Regions from separate parts of the Mus musculus genome. Here regions 1 and 2 are each linked to region 3. A link is a contact called in public HiChIP or PLAC-seq data. All regions are on one chromosome and are shown on one strand. The core of a region is the stretch at or near the end of the contact, and the rest is flanking DNA. Distances in the headings are between cores, read along the strand shown. Region 1 has its middle 43 kb from the start of Gm40577. Region 2 overlaps Ppp2r5c (protein phosphatase 2, regulatory subunit B', gamma). Region 3 holds the start of Slc25a29 (solute carrier family 25 (mitochondrial carrier, palmitoylcarnitine transporter), member 29).

Region 1 (3,062 bases), core at 50-2,549, 1.5 Mb before region 3:
GAGGGGGGGGCTCTATGCCTTCACAGAGCTGAACCCCTGGAAGAGGGCACTTCTTTGTTTCCTAATACAAAGTTACATTTAGTCCGAAGGCAGGTGCCATGCCACGCTAGCTATGGTTTAGACCAGGGCAACCACAGGACAGTGTTTTTGGTCTAGAAACCTAAATGGTGCAAGCATGTGCAGTCTAAGGATGGCACACACCACTGTACCGTGTTGTCTTTATAGCTGTCCTGTTCTGCAGTGAGCCACCATGCACACAGCAAGCAGCTCCCCAACCCCACCTCCTGAGCAGCACCTGGCTTCCAGCAGCCTCTAGCCCCTGCAGACAGAACATCTCTCACCAAAGCGTGAGCATCCTGGTGGGGGAGCTGCTGGTCTTTCCTAGAGCCTGGAGACTGGCAGGGGGCTTAGGTCCCTAATTCTTTCCTCACTCTCAGAATTTAGGATCTTGCTTTCATTGTTAACCTGGAGGTTGAAAAAGGTACCCTAGCTTAACACCCCCCCCCACACCCACACACACCCCTTTTCTTTGAAAAGTAACAATGCATATTAATTGTTTTTAAAGCACAAGAGGTAGAGATGACTTGGACCCTAAGACCCTGGATGGGCTGGCCACACAGTGGGTGCTCAAGTGTCGCCTCCCTTCCCACGCTGGGGCTTGTTTTGTGTTCATTAAGTTTACCTCGCAGACAGGCTTAAACATCTTGTTTCCTCTCCCCATCGACATAAATGTCTCTTTCATAAGTAACATTGGAAACATCTCTAATATGCTCACAGGTGTGTGAACTGTAGTTTATCTGAATCTTCCATTACTGTGCTTTTAGTCTGTTTTCAATTTTTCTCCTAATAAATGGTACGGCTGATGTCTTTATGCAGGGAAGTGCTTTCATATTTCAGCTTATTTCCTAAGGAGAGACAAAGTAGTCAGGAGAAAGATTAACTTGGTCAAAGGTTTTAAAATCTGATTTCATATTTCTTAAGAGGAAGGCACCTTATGAAACAACTTTATAATCTGTTGAAAAACCTGGTTATGTTCTTTTTTAATATTGTTTTTCAAAAGGACTCGTCTGAGCAATATCCTGTCCCTTTCAGCAGACAGCCACGATATGAAAAGAGATTTGTTCCCTCGCGCTCTTAGGGGGCGATCTGGCTCAGGAAACAGACTCATCGGTCCCCAGGAGTATCTGATGGTTGCTATGGCGACAAGTCATTTAACGCAACACCCTACGAAAGCACTGATCAATAAGGGAGGGGGTGCGATTGAAACAAATTAGCTGGTGTCTGAGTGGCCCTGCGCAAGAACAGCAATAATAGCCCTGTCAGTCCCTCCTGGGGCAGGACCCAGACAGGAGGCAGACGCATAAGCCTCATTCTGGCGCCCGTTGCATGGCGACGCTGCTGACCCAATCTGACCTGGAGCTGGGTCCTGGAGCTGGCCTCCCCCCCCACCCCACCTTCTGCACACTCCTACTGGGGTACCTTGTAGCACCTCACTGCAAAGGTGGGACATCCAGGTCCAGAGGAAAGCTGGAACAAGTTCACAGTTCAACCTCCAGTGGTTCCCAGCTTGGGCCAAACGAAAAGCAATAACCCCTTACCTTTCCTTCACCCGACCATCCTCTCCTAGGGGTGGGTGTCAGAGGGGCAGGGGAGACACAGGGAAACAAACCGTGGCTCAATCTGCCCTATGATGTAGGGTCCGTCAGCCAGGCTTGATGGGTGCTTATAATTGTTGTACCTATTATGAGGGGATAACGTGATAATCTGACAGAGAGTGGCTTTCTGTGTAGCAGATATCCACTTAGACTGACCAAGGCAGGAAGGGTATTGTGGGGAGCCAAGGGGTAGCCCAGGGCGGAGATCACACACAGATAAGGAGTAAAAGAGAGGACCAGGACCCCCAGGTGTGCATCTGCCCTCAGACCCCATAGCTGCAGCCAGGGCTTGCCTATGGGCTGGACTTCCCTGTCCCAGCAGCCTGGGCTGACGGCAGAGGGCTAACCCCCTCAGTTTGGGGTGGGCTGTGAGCCCCTTCCCAGAAGTCTGTCTCAGCGAGTGTCTGGGGTATTTCCTAGAAGCCTTACTTTGTGGGACTGGGGCTTCAGTGTTCAGTGGCTCAATTCCTGAGATCTTCCTTAAAGAATAAACTGGAGGTCCCAGAGAGCAGCCGTACTAGCACTGTCGGCGTCAGGGACCCACCCCGGTTCTCCCCCGCGCCCCCCGCCCCCCAGTGCCCTCATACGAGGACTCATACGATTTGAGCTTAGTGTTCCCTTAAGGCATGGGTACTGGCCAGCATGTGTGTGTGTTATACAGGGGAGTGGGCACACGAGTGGGCAGAGGGATTGCTCACTGCTTCCTGAGGAATGGGGTCTGGTTCTGGAGTGATCAGGAGCCAAGTCTGGGTTGGCAGGTACTAGTTCTAATTTCTTGCTTGTTGCAGTCTTTTTCAGCCTCAGCTTACATATCCTGGGAATGGGCGTGGGCGTGCGCCTACCTTATTGAACAGCTATGTGCACTAGGTAACTTGGTATGTGGTGTTTAGTCCTTTGGAAATAACTCCCTTGGCTCCTTACACAGGTGTCTCTTTATGGGTTCCAGAAGACTAGCCTGGGACCCCAACTCCTGAGAGGGCCAACAAGCAATACAAGATAAACACAGGCTTTGGACTGGACACAGGTGGACTGCAATCTCCTACTCTGCCAGCTTCTGGCTGTGCAACCTCTGCTAGATACTGAGGATCTCTGTGCTTTTTTTTTTTTTTTCTACAAGTGGATGCTTATTAGTGACGACAGTGCACCAGGAACTATGGTCCAGGCTGCAGAGGACAGAGGAGGCGGTTTTCTTTCAAGGGCGCACGCATTTCCAAGCCAGATAGCCCTCCCCAACTAGGTCTGCGCAGCAAAAATTCATGCGGGACAAGAGCGCAGGCGCCTGACAGCCCGTGGCGTAGCTGCTTCTAGAAGGATCCAGAGGAGTCTGGCGCTGGGCGGATGGGGTGCTTGCGACTGCTGCGTTCCTGCTGATAACCAGCAGGGGGCAGGCTGAGCCCACAAGCCGTC
Region 2 (3,064 bases), core at 261-2,760, 1.6 Mb before region 3:
TCACTAGCCACTCCCAACTCTGACCCTAGAGGCTGGTCTTACAGGCAGGTACAGCCACACCCAGAATTTTACATGGATGTTGGAGGCCTGAACTTGGGTCCCCAAACTTGTGTTTCCTGCACTACAACCTACCAAGCTATCTCCCAAGCCCACAAGGAAAATTAAAAAAAAAAATTAACTACAACATCCAGAAATGAAAAAGACAACCATGTGAAATTAAAAGGTAAACAGATGGGCTGCGGAGGAGACACACCAGGAGAGTCTCAGTGAGACAACAGGGAACAGGTATTCAAAAAACCAGGGTGATTCTGTGCCTGCTACTGAGAATTAGGGGTACATGAGATGGGTTTCTCTGTATAGCCCTGGCTGTCCTAGAACTCACTTTGTAAACCAGGCTGGCCTTGAACTCAGAAATCCGCCTGCCTCCCAAGTGCTGGGATTACAGGCATGCGCTACCACAGCCCGGCCTTGTATTTAGTTTTTATAATACTGATGAGTGAATTGTATGATAAAATAAGAGGACTCACATCCAAACACACAAAAGAAACTATATTTCAATAAGAAAGTCAAGTTAAAGACATCTAGAGCTGCTGGGCGTGGATGGGCACGGGCATGCCCACACCTTTGATCCCAGCACTTGGGAGGCAGAGGCAGACAGCTAGCTCTCTCAAAATTTGAGGTCAGCCTGGTATACATTAGCAATACACCTGGTACATTTAGATACATGCAGGTAAACACTCATACACACAAAATAAAAATAAATACATCTTAAAAAATGAAAATGAGCCGGGCGTGGTGGCGCACGCCTTTAACCCCAGCACTTGGGAGGCAGAGGCAGGTGGATTTCTGAGTTCAAGGCCAGCCTGGTCTACAGAGTGAGTTCCAGGACAGCCAGAGCTATACAGAGAAACCCTGTCTCGAAAACCCAAAAAAAAAGAAAAAAAGAAAGAAAGAAAACGGAGGAAGCAAGAGACTGGGCTCAGATGTTAAGATCTCTGGCTTCTCTTCCAGAGGTCCTGAGTTCAGTTCCCAGCAACCACATGGTGGCTCACAACCATCTGTAATGCAATCTGATGGCATTCAGGTGTCCATGCAGACAGCTTTCATATAAATGAATGAATCAAGAAAGAAAGAGACAAACAAACAGAGAAAGAGGACAAAATCTATGAGTCATAACAGAGAGGCAAGAATGATTTGACACGTGTAACCAATAAACTTATCACATTAACAGAATGATAGACAGAAAGGCTGTATGACCATCGTGACATCAGACACAGGAAGAACCCATGGTACTCTGTGATGGTGCATGTCTGTAATGCCAGCCCTCAGGAGGCAGAGGCAGGTAGGGCTCTGTGAGTCTGAGGCCAGCCTGGTCAACATACTTTTAATTTCTACTTTAGTGGGTTCTGAGAAGGCCAGGCTGATTCTTTGATAGGCTTCACATTGGGAGTTAAGGAGACTAGGCCCAAATCTCTGTTTCTGAGAACCGGGCAAGTCCAGGCAAGTCCCCAGAAGCTGCCCCGCCCATCATCTGGCCTGAGGCAAGGACAATGGGTCAGCAGCAGCTTCCAGACCTTCCACAGCAGGTTCCCAGCCCTTACACCCAGGTAAAGGAATCTGCATAGAGATGGACCCAACAGATTAACACAGAGGTCACCTACCCAGAAATTCCCTAACGTGCTTTAAATCAGGCCTGTGAGCTCACCTGTGTGTCTCTCTATTCGGGTAATGGGAGACCCCAGCATGCTGGACTTGTGCAGAATAAAACACTCGTTGTGTTTACATAGTTTGAGTCCAGGGTATCATTCTTCAGAGAATGATAGACCCTTACAGGTTCCAGTACAAAAAAAAAAAAAAAAAGGAAGGGAAAACAGAGAGACAGAGGGAAGAAAGGACAGGCACAGAGGGACACATTTCACAACAAAGGCTGTGTGTACTGAGTGGGAAGAGCTGAAAGCATTCCTTGAGGTCAGGAGCAACAGGAGGACGCCATCCTCACACTCTTACTCAAAGCATGCTATAGTCCTAGACAGAACGATCCAACACGAGAGGGAAATCAAGGGCAACCAAACTGAAGCTATGGCAGATAGCATGGCCTTACCATATAGAGGGCTTTTATGTTTGCTTTGTTGTTTTCGAGACAGGGTTTCTCTGTGTAGCCCTGGCTGTCATAGAGCTCATTCTGTAGACCAGACTGGTCTTGAACTCACAGAGATCCACCTTCCTGATTCCCTGAGTGCTGGATCTTAAGGTATGTGTCACCACCCTCAGCTGATAGCCTTAACTTTAAAACAAGGTCATTTCTATTTTTATGTGTATGGCTATTTGGTCTGTTTGTACATCGGTGCACCAGATGTGGGCCTGGCTCCTGGAGAAGCCAGAATTATGGGACTGGATCACGTTGTGGTTTGAATGAAAATGCCCCCCACACCCACCCCACCCCCACCTCACCCCTGTAGGCTCATAGGGAGTGGTGGTATTTGAAAGGATTAGCAGGGGTGGCCTTGTCGGTGGAAGTGTGTCACTGGGGGTGGGCTCCTGGGTTTCATTTCTCTCTTCCTGCCTGTGGATCTGGATGTAGAACCTTGACTCCGTCTCCAGCGCTGTGTCTGCTTATGTGTAGCCATGTTCTCTGCCCAGTGATAATGCACTAAGACTCTGAAACTATAAAGCAGCCCTAACTAAACGTTTTCCTTTCTAAGAGTGTCTATGGTGTCTCTTCATAGCAATAGATCAATGACTAAGGCCGGTCCCCTGCAACCAGGGTGAGCTGCCACGTGAGGGCTGGGGCTTGAATCTGGGTCCTCTGGAAGAGCAGCCAGTGCTCTTAATCACTGAGCCATCTCTCCAGTCCCTATATAAGAAAGTTTAAGGGTTTCGTTAATAAATAAATACCTACCAAAACTGATAAAAGAAAAAAATGATGTAAGAATTTTGTAATGCTGCCAAGAACAAAAATCAACATTAAAAAAAAAAAATGAGTGTAAGTTAGACCTAGCACTGCAAACCACAATCCCAGGTTTAGGAGGCTAAGGTAGGATGCTAACAAATTCAGAGCCTGTTT
Region 3 (3,039 bases), core at 355-2,854:
CAGGAAGTTCTCCTCTTGCCTTCCCAGCATGCATGAGACCCCGAGTTCCACCTCCAGGGAAAGAAAAGGTAACCAGGTGTCATCATTCAGGAGGCAGGCCATGAAGGTGTCAAGTTCAAGACCAACCTGGGCTACATATCAAGAGCCTGTCTCGAAGCCACAGGCAGAAAGAGCCGTCTTGTCTCATCGGATGCCCTCCCGTTTCTTAGAACCAGAAACCAGGGTGGAGGCGTGAAGACCCGAGCTTTACCACCGGACCCCAGGGTATTCTTATGGCTGTGTCCCTGCAGGAGGATTGCTGGGGTTAATGGCAAAGGCCTCAGGAGGGATCCTACAATCACCCCAGTTCCAGTGTGTACTTCCTTCTTCCTCTTACCACCTGCCTTTAGAAGGCATCCAGATGACTCAAAGCCTGTGGAGATCAAACCCAGGTCTCCAGACCCCTAGTTCAGGGCCCAGTAGCCACCACAAGCACTGGACTAGGGGTCAGCAGGCCTGGACTTGGGTGTCGGCTTCACGAAGGGTCCATTCAATTCCAAGGATAAACACCACCTCTCAAACAACACTGGGGTCCCTGGTCTCAGAGCTGCCCCTCCATCAGATCTGCCATCCCACAACTCCGCGCCCAGTTTAGGGAGGGGAGAGGCAAGAGCAGAGTTCGAGTAACCACAGGAGTCTGTTACTCCACTCTCAGCTTAAAAGAAAGTCACGACCAGCAGAGGCCCGGTAAGTGATGGCTGTATCCATCACTTGGACTTGCTTCCAGACTCCTTGCTGTTGTAGATATTACCAGCAACTGGGGGGGTGGGGGGCGGCGCGTCGGGTTCTTAGCCCACCTCAACTTTAATGCTCTCCAAGCCTGGAATATCTGCTTGCTCCTTGTCCTGCACCTAGCTCACCCTGTCCCAAGGCCCAGAGCTGCAGTCAGATGCCCGCGCCCCTGATCTGGCCTGCTGGCGGCTCCCAGGAACACGTCGGGCTTGGCGGCACCCTTCCATCCTCAGGCCCCATCCACAGGCCCCTTCTGTTTGAAAACGTTTCTACGTCCTTCAAACTCAAGTCCCTGTCTCTGCCTGGGTGCACTGGGTCCTCAGTACTCCTGCGCGTTCGCTTAAGAAGATCCGGGGCCTCAGAGGCCCCTCCAAGTGGGCGGTCGTTCTCGAACTTTCCCAGCAAGCTGAGTCCAAGACCAAAGTAGGCCTTGGGAGAGTCGCGGCGTTCCACGTGTGCACTCGCCACTGTGTCCTCTTGACACAGGCAAGGACGATGAGGTTGAGCAGGAGAGTCGCATCCAAATACCGTGAGGGGTCCGAGGATTGAAGCAGATCGAGCGCCGCCCTTCGGACCGTGCGGTTGGGAGGTTCTGGGCTCCAGTGTGCAGTGTGCCCACCGCACTGCCCCTTCCTTGCGCCGTGCGGGCGGGCCCGAGAAGCACAGTCTTTGTCTACTGAGCCGGGAGGCACCCCCGCCCGCCGCGCCCGAGGCCACACCTTCCAGGCGCGCCCAGCCAATGAGACTTGGCGGCGGCACCCGGAGCACGGGGTGTGTCCGTGCCTCGCTTACCGATTGGTTGCGCTCTGCCCCCGCGGGGGCTGAGGCCGACGGGGCGGTGCGAGCGGTGCGAGGTGAGGCCCGGCAAGCTGGACGCCAGGGGAGTGCTTTTCTAGGAGTCGCCATCCAGTCGCCTCCCCGACCCGGCTGCGCGCCCGGAGGCCAGATAGCAGGAGTCGCGACGGCCAACCGCGGGCCGGGCCCGAGGAGTAGTAAGACACAGCCGGCTCGCCGGGCCGGGCCATGGCGCTCGACTTCCTGGCTGGATGCGCCGGAGGTAAGGAGATGACCGGCATGCCAGGCGGGCGTTCTGGCTGGTACGCGGCGACAGGTGTCTTCTTGACCCTTCCGTGCGCACTGAGTGCAAGGTCTGGGGATCCTGGCAGCACCGCGGCTTGGCCGGAGGCAGGGACAGAACAGAAGGATGCGGGCGCGCAGCCTACTGATCCCTTCCCGCAGCTGTCTGAGCGAGGCTGGTGACACCGCGCGACCTCCTAGAAGGCTGGCCCGACCCCAGGCGCCCAGCACTTCCCATGCATTGCTTTAAGCTGCTGGAGGGCTCAGGAGAGGAGGAGGCGGTCCACCGGGTGGTCAAATAAATGGTCATGTCAACCTGACTGAAGAGCGCTCGAAGCTGAGAGCAGGCTAGGTCTGCCCATGACACTACCGTGCGGACCTGTTGAACGTTTAGTGCCTTTCCTTTTGCCTAGAGGATTAGTTTATTTACTAAGTATTAAATAGAGCCTGGTTTAGCCGCTGGGATTCCAGGTGAATCGACTGAGGTGGTAGTGGTCTGGCTGGTTATATGTTCAGCTCTGAGGCCCAGACCTGGCTCCTCATCCACCTGTCCTGCTGTCTTCATCCTTCATAGCCCTACCCGGAAAGGTCTCTCCTGGAACAGTGATAGGCTGGAGTTGGCCTTAGGTGCTTAATCCGTGCTTGCTTCTTCCTGGATGGAGAACATTGCTGTCTGGCAGAATGCCTTCCCTGAGCAGTGACGTACCCTCTAGGTGCTTGAGAACCACCAGACTGTCACCAAGTCTTTCTTCTGTAAGCTGTGGGAAGGCCACAGAGATTTCCACAAGCAGGTGGAGAATTAGAGACCCAGAAAGAGCCCCATGCTAGCCCCAGCTGTAACAGGGCAGGTGAGGGCATCTTCAATGGCCAGGACTCCTGCCGTGGCCAAGACCCCCTTGTACTGCAGTTTCCCCAGGGCCAGAGTTACCTCCATTTGTAGCCTGGGATATACAGTTGATCTGGGGAGCATATATTCACCCTGAGGCCAGGCTTGCATAGAGACTTTGAGCACCCCCACTGTCCCACAAGCCCATGGGCACTTGCTCAAGTAGGCCCTCCCTGCCTGGGATACCCATCTGTCTTCAACCAGCCTGTCTCAGGGTGGTCATGTGCCCTGTCTCCAGCCTGGTCTGCATTCTCACCCAGGGTGTGTAGAGAGTGCCCAACTACGTGAAGTCAAGCACTGACTTC

The links. HiChIP or PLAC-seq counts read pairs in DNA pulled down with a chosen protein or histone mark.
Region 1: an H3K27ac HiChIP or PLAC-seq map of thymic regulatory T cells shows a contact between it and region 3, with 8 times the contacts expected there. The contact joins the enhancer-like site here to the promoter of Slc25a29 in region 3. A contact is called at or near these places in 1 of 39 promoter capture datasets (cranial neural crest), 9 of 115 datasets of contacts at active chromatin or transcription factors (the NIH/3T3 cell line, SST interneurons, astrocytes and 6 more) and 2 of 9 other capture datasets (adipose tissue and pancreatic islet).
Region 2: an H3K27ac HiChIP or PLAC-seq map of trophoblast stem cells shows a contact between it and region 3, with 5 times the contacts expected there. The contact joins the enhancer-like site here to the promoter of Slc25a29 in region 3. A contact is called at or near these places in 1 of 39 promoter capture datasets (liver), 8 of 115 datasets of contacts at active chromatin or transcription factors (astrocytes, embryonic forebrain, embryonic limb bud and 5 more) and 1 of 9 other capture datasets (adipose tissue).

What each region holds. Positions count from the first base shown.
Region 1 is chr12:110,373,563-110,376,624 of GRCm38.p6, reverse strand. No RefSeq gene overlaps it. Among named protein-coding and RNA genes, the nearest start is that of Gm40577, 43 kb to the left of the region's middle. Within about 2 kb of position 1,299, at least 19 of the 459 cell types and tissues checked have an H3K27ac peak or open chromatin away from gene starts, as enhancers often do. A contact at or near this core is called in thymic regulatory T cells, where this site is marked.
Region 2 is chr12:110,470,902-110,473,965 of GRCm38.p6, reverse strand. The region is part of intron 3 of Ppp2r5c (protein phosphatase 2, regulatory subunit B', gamma); the gene reads right to left. All of the region lies in intron 5 of Gm19605 (predicted gene, 19605), which reads left to right. Among named protein-coding and RNA genes, the nearest start is that of Gm19605, 13 kb to the left of the region's middle. Within about 2 kb of position 1,510, at least 36 of the 459 cell types and tissues checked have an H3K27ac peak or open chromatin away from gene starts, as enhancers often do. A contact at or near this core is called in trophoblast stem cells, where this site is marked.
Region 3 is chr12:108,834,441-108,837,479 of GRCm38.p6, reverse strand. Slc25a29 (solute carrier family 25 (mitochondrial carrier, palmitoylcarnitine transporter), member 29) reads left to right here and starts at 1,604. Exons shown (of 4, transcript NM_181328.3): 1 at 1,604-1,828. The coding sequence starts at 1,795. It overlaps Mir345 (microRNA 345), which reads right to left and starts at 507; the gene lies at 412-507.